Linked DNA regions of Mus musculus: all the other regions are linked to region 2. A link is a contact called in public HiChIP or PLAC-seq data. All regions are on one chromosome and are shown on one strand. The core of a region is the stretch at or near the end of the contact, and the rest is flanking DNA. Distances in the headings are between cores, read along the strand shown.

Region 1 (3,489 bases), core at 425-2,924, 350 kb before region 2:
ATACAAATGCTTACGTTATGATCCATAACAGTACCAAATTACAGTTATGGAGTAGCAAAAAAAAAATTATGGTTGGGGGTCACCAAGACATGAGGAACTGTATTAAAGAGCTGCAGCATTAGGAAGGTTGAGAACCACTGATCTAGAACATAAAGCCCTGCACAGGCACGACCCGCTGTACAGCTCATTCCACACGTAGACTACAGAGTCTCCCACCCTGGGGACTCCTCGAGGAAGCATGCCCTGCCTGACATAGGTCCCTCCTCTACAGGAACTCTCCAGGGAACAGGCTCAGCTGGAGCCCTTTCTGGGCACACACCCAGGCCAGGTCGTGGACACTGCAGTGTGCAGAGGGATCTCATCACACACCTTGTCCCTGAGCCTCCCAGCTCTGAGCCAGGGCCAGAGGAGACAACTTGGCTTGGAGGAGGAAGAGTGGCCCACACACTAAGCAAACACAGGCTCCTATCTGACAACACGGAGGAGGTTCTGGGTGCTACCAAAACACAGAGAAATGCAGGCAATAAGAGACTGGATCAGAGGCAGCAAGCCAAAGAGACAGGAAGAAATAGACAGAGGGAGGAGGAGGAAGCTGTCTGAGAATGAGACAAGCCACAGAGAAGATAAGGGAAGAGAAAAAGAAAGGCACAAGCCATGAGTACACAGAGAGCAAGCATGAATAGAGGCACACAGCTAAGAGGGAACCAGGAAACAAAGAGGGACAGACAGAAGGACCCAGGAGCTCCCAAAGGCCACATCAGGGAAGAGCTGAGGCTCGGGACACAATGATAGCCGTGGCTTCAAAGAGCTCATTGTGAGGCAAATAATAAACGAAGAAATCAAAAGGTGGTGGAAGATTAAAAACAGAATAGAGTCTCCAAGCTCCTCCCCACATTGTACAAATAAGTTACAAAGGATGAAACGGGGTTTGGAGGCACAGCTGTAATCCCAACAGCCTGAGTTCAAGGTCAGCCGGAGACAGACCTGAAGCTGCCTCAGAAATAAAGTGGGAGATAGGTTTCCCGGACAGATGCCAATCAAGTGATCAAAGTAAGTTACTGTCACCCGGGACGAGATGAATGGAAGTGGTACCCGTGGGATGGCTGACCAAGTGTAGAGTATCACTCTCTGACAGTCCTGCCAAAAGCCACAACCTGAATCCAATCAAGAGGAAACATCAGGCTGACACAAGCTGAGGCACAGTCTACAAATGAAATGGCCCGGAGCCTTCACAAGTGACAAGGTTACGAAAGTCACGGGAAGACAGAGATTCCCAGACAGGAGGCGACTCCAGACACGGCAGCTAAAAGCAGTGGCTGATTCTGAACTAGATGTTTGTGGTGGCCTTAAGGACGTCTCAGGGACACCCAGTGAGACACCACAGTGTCTGAGAATTAGAAGGCAGTGGCATCTTCATGCCATCAACCTCTGATGTTGGCCTCTGTGTCCCCTGAAACGGAGTCCTCGTGAGGTCAAGGAGGTATTCAAAGTCGAGTGGGGGGCAGCAACTCGCTCCCCCAAAGTTCAGGAGGGAAAGATCTTTGTGCCGAGTGAGTTTGCAACCATTCTGAAGCTTAAGATTGTTTTGAAATCAAAGATAGCCAGGCAGACTAGGTGAAAGGCAAGAGCAAACAGACAAGTCCAGGGCAGAGGTAAAAGCAAAGCAAGAAGAGGTTGAAGGCGTCAGCAGCGCCTCCTGGTGGTCATACTGAGCAGCAGCACTCCCCGAGCCGGTCCTAAATACCCCCCAGCTCCAGCCAGGAGTCTACCATTCCAGTCTACTGCCTGGGTTCAGTGAGGGTAGGGGCCTCCATCCCCTTCCAGTCTGCTGTCTCTCCTCCCACTTTCTCATCTCAGAGTTTGGTTGTCAGATTTCCTGGTCAATTTTGTCAGACATACTGGGGAGGGGCCCCAGCCATGGTGTGGGGTGGGAGGTGGAACAGAGAGGGAACTTGCAGTCCAGTTGGAGAGTGATGTGAGGGAGGCAGGCAGGAAGTCCCAGGCCTCTTTCTTCCTCCCCACTTAAAGAAACAGAATTTGACATTCTAGATAACCTTCCAAAACTCCCCTCCCTATACCCCCAAGTCCAGCCCTTTTCCCAAAGCCTAAGGAAAAGTCCCTTTTCCCAGAGCTCTGGAGTCCTTACAGCCTAGTGGGTAGGAGGGGGCAAGTGACGCCTTCCAGGCTGTTAAGAGACTATCCAGACTCATGCCTGGGACTGTGATACCACTGTCCCATCTGTCCTGGAAAACCTGAGTCTATAAACTTGCCCACAGTGGACCCGGAGGGCTAATGGGTGGTTCCAGGACTCTGACCTCCTCTAAGCAGTTCTGGGTGACTTTCCCCTCATCTAGCTCTGATGGAAGAACAGGCCTGGAATACACTGGGGCTGTGTAGCCGAGTGCATTGACAACCTTCTCTGGACCTCAGTACAAGGCGAAGCTTCGAGCTGCGGAGGGAGGGGGTGTGCTGACAGCTGTGGGGAGCAGAGAATATGAGGACACGTTAGCCCCCTAAGGACAGACTATAAAAATCTGTGTGAGGAAAAGTCAGCTCCATCATCCCCAATGAGAAGCAGGCCTCAGCTTCCCACACTAGGAAGTAGGGTATCCAGGGATGCTATAGAAAGGCTCAACACGTGGATTCTAATGTCACAGGATGTTGGTGGAGATGGTTTAGGGTGGGTTAGCCTCCTCCCTCTGATACCCAAGGACGTCTCAACCCTACAGACCAGAGTCAGAGCTTGCTACAAGAGCAGATTGGTGTTTAAGTCTGGCTCACCCTGCCCCGCTCGCCCATCTGGGACTGCTCCCCAGGTCCAGGCAGAGGATGAGAGTGAGCCCCATAAAGCCCACAAGCCCATAAAACATGCAGTGCCATCCAAGGACGGTGGCTTGTTAGGACAACGATTGCTGTCTTCCTGACAGGCGGCAGACAGCCACATGGGGCACAGCCAGGCCCTGCCCTCCCTGGATTAACAGGCAAGCCCAGAGGCAGGAGACATGGCCACAATGAAGGGAGGGGTGTCCTGGTGGCTCCAGCACTGTCCCACCTCCCTGCAAGCCAGAGTCAGAGCAAGGGAGCAGGGAAGGGATCCAGCTGGAAGCCCTGCTCCCCAGCCCTCAAGCCCCAGCAGCAGAGGGCTTTCAAAGCCTAAGGCCTTGGCCCATCTCAGCCCTTCCCTCTCTCCATTCAGCCAGCCAGAGGGTGTGGCACAACTGGCTGGACCATCAGGGGCTCTAGCCAGGCCTTGGTCCTGGTTGGGAGGAACTGCTTGCAGACAACTCCCTTCCTCGAGGGGCAGAGAGGCAAAGGGCTGTGTGCTAAAGAGGTCCACCCACTGTGAGAAAACCCCCAGTTCTGCCCTCCTCTGAGGCTAAACAGCTCTGGGTGGCCAGAAAAGACAGAAGTCTTCTAGCCAGAGAGCTGGGCAGCCTGGGAGATGGGATGGCCAAAAGCTGAGATAGGCTTTACCCTCTCCCTGTGACC
Region 2 (3,253 bases), core at 180-2,679:
ACAAGAGTGGAATGACGGCTCTTGATGGCGGCGGCGGCAGCAGGAGGGTATGGCAGTGCTGATGAATCAGCCTCTGGGAGGTAGATATGAGCATGGGCAGGGCTGGTAATCAGCTGGCAGGCCTGCAGAGCCCAAGAGCAGGGCCGTGAAAGATACAAGCTCACTGGGATGGGTAGTCTCTGCCTTCTAGCTGGGGTCAGAGTCCAGCAGTCTGGACACAGTTGAGAGGTCAGCCTTACTGGGCCCAGGGGATGGCAGTGGGGGTGACGACAGGTATGGGTACCATGGATCCATGTACAGAGCTTAGTCTGTCATTGGAGCTATAATTGTGACAAATATAGGGTTCCAGTAACAGACGTGGTACCCAGTTCCAACCCACTGATATCCTTATTTACGGCATTTCCAAACTGCCCTCCCAGGAGACTTGAGGAGAAAAGGCCCATGCCTGGGAGGCAAGTCTAATGACAGGGTAGGGAACTGAAATGTCATACCCACCTGAGCTTGAAACCCATCTAACAGTGTAGCTTAAGAAGCTGCTCAATAGCCGGGCAGTGGTGCCGCACGCCTTTAATCTCAGCACTTGGAAGGCAGAGGCAGGCGGGATTTCTGAGTTCGAGGCCAGCCTGGTCTACAGAGTGAGTTCCAGGACAGCCAGGGCTACACAGAGAAACCCTGTCTCGAAAAACAAAACAAAAAACCAAAACCAAACCAAACCAAAAAAACAACAAAAAAAGAAGCTGCACAATGTAGCCGCTCTAGGAGCAGAGAAATGTCCCCTGGGGCAACTCCACTTCAGAACAGCCTGATTTAAACTGGGCTTTGCACATAGTAGGCAGGCAGGTGCTGGTGCACTGAGCTCTCCTACCTGTATCTTCCAAGTTCTGAGTTACAGGAGTGCGCCACCAAGCCATTTTCTCCAGCCTTTGAAATCTTATTATTTATGGGTATTTTGCTTGAATATGTGTACCATGCCCATGAAGTACTCCTGGAGGCCAGAAAAACCAAAAAATAAAACCCCCCAACAAACAAAAATCAACAAAAAGAAACATCCCTGAGCTGTGTGGTAGTGTACACCTTTAATCTCAAGTACTCAGAAGGCAGATGCAAATTCATCTCTAAGAGTTCAAGGCTAGCCTGGTCTACGAAATGAATTCTGGGCAAGCCAAGGCTACACAAAGATAGCCTGTTTTAGAAACAGTTCCCATTTTGGGCTAAGAATATAGCTTGAGTTTGAACTGTGCAGCATAAAAACTGCCTGGAGGAACATGCCTGTGATGTTAGCAAGTGGGAGGTAGTAACAAGAGGTTCAAGAGTTCAAGTTCCAGCCTGGGTCCCGGGAAAACCTAAACTCCTACTTCCTAAGAGTAGGAGCCTGGAAATAACAGAAGTTCCTTAAACAAGCCAAGATCTGAGATTTGACTTCAAGCCTAACGTGGCCTGACTGACTACACGGACATTTATTCATGTCACACTTCCTCCTCCTCCCCTTCCCTGGCTCATGACAATGTTGGCTTTTGTTCCTCTTCTGTTTGATCATATGCCACATCTGTATGATTCATCTTGAGCAAACCCAGGGGAAGACTGTGACCTTTGCCCTCTGGTCTCTTCTAGGAGCACCTGTCCACCGAAGACTTCACTAGGGCCTTGGGCATGACTCCAGCTGCCTTCTCTGCCCTGCCTCGATGGAAGCAACAAAACATCAAGAAAGAAAAAGGACTGTTTTGAGAATTGAAGCTCTCTGGCTGTCCAGCAGCCCCTACCCTGCCTTCAAGGGCTTTGTGCCGCCATTACTGGTTTTAGTCCTGTGGCAGATGAAAATGTCCAATTGTACCTGTGAGCCACAGTGTGACAATTCCTTTTGTTTATAATAGTAATTTGCCCATTCCTTCAGACGCATGCCACAGACCCATGGAAATCTTGTAGAGTTTTCTTTTCTTAGATGGACAGCTAAGTACTCCAGGAGACATTAGCGTCTGGGGGTTTCTCTGGCACCGTCACTCACTCAGGATCTTATCCTGATCTTACCCTCCTCACACTCAAAAGGGAGGGCTAAGGCCAAAGCTGGGCTTACAGCTCTAACCCAGAGCCTTTGCAAAGCTCCACAGACTCCTCAAATGACAACACCAGGAACATGGGTTTGCTACGTGAAGTCCAATCAGAAGCCAATAGGTGATTTTCTCTTAAAACTGGTTATCCAGTGTCCCCAGGAACATGTCCCTTTAAACAAATAAATCAAACTAATATGAGGTTAATAAAGGCTTTAATGTCTCTCACACATTAAAACAAAACAAAACAAAAAAACCAAATCTGTATAATTTAAAAAGAAAACAAAACCAGGGAAAACCCTTAAAGGAAAAGAGGAACAGTTCTGCTAAAACACAGATAAAGCGCCGTTCCACACAAACGTCAATAATCAGAACCCAAGTCACTCTGAACACAAAGGAAAAAAAGCCACCTCACAAATAACGTGGCCAAAGCTGCCAGCAAACCTGGGAGTGGCTCAATCAGCAAAGTGCAGGAACCTCACTTGTTCCCTCCCCCAGGCATGAAGAACCTCTACCAAGAGGCCAGGGAGGGCGAGGAGGAAGTGTGAAGAGGAAGGCAGCAAGGGCACAGGTGCACACGCTACAATGGCCTCCCTCTTGCCCTCTCCTATTCTGACTGACTAGTTCAGACAACTGCCCTTTGTTCTTGGTCTGGCTTGATACACCTGGATCTTGACTGTCATCCAGCTTTCTCTCAGGCCTGAGGACTATCTCCTATCTCTAAGTTTTAAGTCTACTGTCATTAAAATGTTTATTCATATGGGAACACCTATAATTAAAACCTCCAGACCTTAGACACGCGGCACTCATGGAAAGTACAGTTTCCTAATTGTGTATAAATGAGACTGCTCAGATCTAGTAACTAAAGCAAGCCACCAAGGAGTCTACTGTGGCGACATACAGAGTACCCCTGTTATAAAACGGCCAACAAACTATAGAGTTTTTCAATAAAATAGTTCTCCAGATGGTAAGACAATATAGACAGAGTTTTAAGTAATGCACTACAAGGGTGTTAGAGGGCAGAAAGCTGTATTTGCAGGGGGATGTTACTATAAAGCAGGCAGAAGAGTGGACAGTTTTATGCAACTTTTATGTGCTGGGCTGAAGTTTCTGAAAGTGTCGGTGTATGTACAAGGTCCACATGAACTTCGATCTAGTTATGAGATCTGCATATGGGTCTACACCACACCACAGCAACTGAGGGATGG
Region 3 (3,512 bases), core at 285-2,784, 290 kb before region 2:
TACTCTTTTCTTCTGCAAGCTGGGGCCCCAGCACCGCTGTGGAGGGCCAGAGGGAACAGCTGGCAGTCCACAGATAGGCCTAGCTCTGCGTTCCTGTGGAAGGGACTGAGGGGAACATGCCAAAGCTCTAGAAGCATTGTGTCTGATGAGGAAGACATGCCATAACCTCTCTGTAAAGTCCCTTGAAGCACAGTGAGTCGTGACCATGAATAAGAGCAGCCCAGGGCCCAGATGTTTCCTAGCCACCCTCCCCCTCCCCCATCACCCATAAGAAGCGAAGTCCAAATACATTGGGCTCTTCAGGAACCTCCCCTCCGATCTCCTTCAGAGATCATTGCCTTATCTTGTGTTTCGCAGATTTACTGAGTCGTTGTTGACATAGAATAAACATTGTGTAAGTGTGATGGGTTTTCACTCTAACACACATCTGTCACGCCATCTCTAGACACAGGCATCAGATCCAAGGCTTCTGCACCGTCCTCCAGCTGCTACCTCCATGCTGAGGTAACCACTGACCCTGCCTCATATCACCTTCGAGCACAGGCACTTCCTAGAGATTTGTCTAGATATTACATACACCTCTGGTTCTTTCCTACTCTGTGTACATGTGCGTGTTCGTGTGCATGTGTGTAAGACATGCATGCACTCAACATTCATGATTCATGCAGAGGCCAGAGGATAACTTGTTGGAGCCAACTCTTTCCTTCCATCATACCATCTGTAAGGAACTGGCTGTAAGAATCCATGCAGGTACCAAACTCCCGGACACTCAAGGCTCTTAGATATATAACCAATGCATGGTTTCACACATGCTTAAACCAATTCCAGATTACTGAAAATTCTGGATATGTTATAAATGCTATGTAAACACTGTTCTTTCTGCTGTGTTGTTTGAGGGAACGATTACCAGAAAAAGTCTGAACATGTCCAGTGTAGATATAATTTTTCAAATATATTTTCAACCTGCATTCAACCGTTTGAATCTGTGAATGCAGAAATCATGAATGCACACATGGAGGGACTCGTGGCTCCAGGTGCATATGTAGCAGAGGATGGCCTAGTCAATCATCAATGGGAGAAGAGGCCCTTGGTCCTGTGAAGGTTCTGTGCCCCAGTATAGGGAAATGCCAGGGCCAGGAAGCAGGAGTGGATGGGTTGAGGAGCAGGGGGAGGGGGGAGGGGATAGGGGATTTTGGGAGGAGAAATTAGGAAAGGGGATAAGATTTGAAATGTAAATAAAGAAAATATATAATTAAGAAAGAAAGAAATCATGAAAGCATACCCCATGTATACAAGGGGCCAACTCTATGTTCCCAAGAGGTCTGTGTTCTACTGTCCCATATGTCCCATATGTCAACATATGAGAGTTCCAGCTACTCTTCCGGACAGCTGGCTGTGCTGTGCAGAAGAGGCATGGGGCATAGTGCTCTCCGCCCTTTCCTTTCCGTTGTTATGATGGCTTAGGTACACTGTGAGTACCTGGAACTCAGTCCCGGTGACTCAGCATTGGAGCTCGATTAGTCAGATTCTGATAAAGACAGGAGATGAGTTGTTCTTGAGTAAGATCATTTCCCCTGCAGTCTCTGAGAAGGCTTGTGCAAACTGTGGTGTTCATTTACTAACTGCAGTGCTTCTGAGAAACCTGTTCTAGAAGACACATAGGCTCACTCTATAACAAGGCAATTAGCTGCCCTACCCAGCCTCTAGAGAACATTATAAACCCTAGACAGACAGGAATCCACACTGTCCCCATCCACACTGCTGGAGCCTCTACAATGCTTGGGCAATGTCATGCCGCCAAGCAGAGTCTGGAGACAGCCTTTAAGGGTCTTGGCCACCTAGCATTGCATCCTATTGCTTGCATGGAGTAAGAGTTTAGAAAACAGGAGCTTCTGCCCTGGAGCACTGGTAAGAAGTTGCCCTCAGCAAATGCAATCACAAGGTGATGGACAAAGGAGCTCCCCCCCCTCAAACAACTGGGGTCCAGAATCATCCTCAAAGAGAGTATTCCTTCCTGGGGATTGGCTTAACCCATGTAATTTTACCAGAGTGGAGTTTGTAACCTATTAGCAGGAATCCCAGCATGGATTCTGGCCTTCTTTGTAAACAGAAGGAAGTGAGAGTAATAATAGAAGCCATTTTTCTAAGAGAAAGAGGGATGATCAGGAAAAGAACTCTCACAGGAAGGATTTGGAGGCAAGGAATGGGGAGCTTGCTAGAGCTCCCTTGTTTGGACAAACGAAGAATCATGCTGAGTTCCAGCCTTTAGGCCAGCTCTGTTTCTGAGTAGCCTCTACCAATCTGTTCAACAAACCAGCTGAAGAGAAACTAGAAAGTCTTCCTAGACTTTGGGAACCCTTTAAAGGGGAGTTCCACAGTAGTCACCATCGACCACCCCAGAGCCTGTCCCTGCAAGGATAGCAGGCTTCCAGCAGTGGCTTTAAGGACCATACGGAATCACAACAGCTTCTACAGGGGCACATGGGAGACACCTCCAGTGAGTGTCCCCAGTAGCACTCTGAAGAGGCTGGAGCCCTGCTTGAGCATGCAGGGTCTGAGCCAATGAGGTCAGCATTGTCACAACTTCATTTGTACTGCCAGGCTGGAGAGGCTCTGAGAGGTTTGTATCACATCACATTGTTCTTCAAGCTGTGGGATGCTCTCAAGTCCATCAACGCCCCCCCCCCCAACACACACACACACACACACACACAAATGTTACCAGTTTAGCAGTGTTCGCCAAAGAAGCATGAATTGCTCATGACACTCATCACACTGGGGTTCATTTGGGAAGACAGACGGACTCACAGCTGAAATCCCTGCTTCAAGATGCAAAGGGACAAACAGCCAGATGACTGATTACAAAACCTGGACTGAACATGGAAGCAAAAAGAAGAATCCAACCAGAGGGCAGAAAGAGTATCCCAAGAAAAGGGAGTACACTCGAGCCCCGCCCCTGACTGGAAAAACCTCTAGGGATCCGCACAGGGTTCTCAGAGGTTGAACAGTTCAAGGTATGGCCAGAAGTAAAAGAGGTCAACTACAAGAATACCATGTGACCACATCAGGACTGACTTCACCTGAGGCTGTTGAGGGTCCTTAAAGGTCTTAAAGGGGAATATGGAGTAAGCATATTTATATTTTAGGAAGATCTTCCTCTCTGCAGAATATATGATAGGTTGAAGGGAAAGACTTGAGGCTGCAATTGTGGGAGGCGCAAGAGGAGGGAGAGGCAGAGGATGAAGAGGAGGAGGAGGAGGAGGAGGATCATTCTAAATGCTTCACAGAGACTTGTTTGTCCCTGTAACAACTATGGGCAGTAGCTGTTCACTCTTTGCCCATTATATGAACGGTGAACCTAAGACCCAGTGAGAACAGATTGCTTGCTGTAGGTTTATAACCCAAAAGTGAATTCTAACTGAGCCAACCCTGCTCAGGAACCCACGAGCATTGCATAACTACTGTTTAGGAGAGAGAGGATGAAGTGTTGCCTAACACTGTCTGGGAAGGTG

The links. HiChIP or PLAC-seq counts read pairs in DNA pulled down with a chosen protein or histone mark.
Region 1: a FOXA1 HiChIP or PLAC-seq map of pancreatic cancer cells shows a contact between it and region 2. The contact joins two enhancer-like sites. A contact is called at or near these places in 2 of 115 datasets of contacts at active chromatin or transcription factors (microglia and pancreatic cancer cells) and 2 of 9 other capture datasets (adipose tissue and liver).
Region 3: a FOXA1 HiChIP or PLAC-seq map of pancreatic cancer cells shows a contact between it and region 2. The contact joins two enhancer-like sites. A contact is called at or near these places in 1 of 39 promoter capture datasets (embryonic stem cells), 2 of 115 datasets of contacts at active chromatin or transcription factors (double positive thymocytes and pancreatic cancer cells) and 2 of 9 other capture datasets (adipose tissue and liver).

Annotation. Positions count from the first base shown.
Region 1 is chr1:74,081,342-74,084,830 of GRCm38.p6, forward strand. All of the region lies in intron 1 of Tns1 (tensin 1), which reads right to left. Among named protein-coding and RNA genes, the nearest start is that of Gm31637, 13 kb to the right of the region's middle. Within about 2 kb of position 1,675, at least 98 of the 459 cell types and tissues checked have an H3K27ac peak or open chromatin away from gene starts, as enhancers often do. A contact at or near this core is called in adipose tissue and pancreatic cancer cells, where this site is marked.
Region 2 is chr1:74,433,267-74,436,519 of GRCm38.p6, forward strand. Vil1 (villin 1) reads left to right here. Exons shown (of 20, transcript NM_009509.2): 20 at 1,612-2,294. The coding sequence ends at 1,725. It overlaps Usp37 (ubiquitin specific peptidase 37), which reads right to left. Exons shown (of 24, transcript NM_001310662.1): 24 at 2,244-3,253. Among named protein-coding and RNA genes, the nearest start is that of Vil1, 26 kb to the left of the region's middle. Within about 2 kb of position 1,430, at least 76 of the 459 cell types and tissues checked have an H3K27ac peak or open chromatin away from gene starts, as enhancers often do. A contact at or near this core is called in adipose tissue and pancreatic cancer cells, where this site is marked.
Region 3 is chr1:74,147,822-74,151,333 of GRCm38.p6, forward strand. It overlaps Rufy4 (RUN and FYVE domain containing 4), which reads left to right. Exons shown (of 12, transcript NM_001170641.1): 12 at 1-409. Among named protein-coding and RNA genes, the nearest start is that of Cxcr2, 4.4 kb to the right of the region's middle. Within about 2 kb of position 1,535, at least 36 of the 459 cell types and tissues checked have an H3K27ac peak or open chromatin away from gene starts, as enhancers often do. A contact at or near this core is called in pancreatic cancer cells, where this site is marked.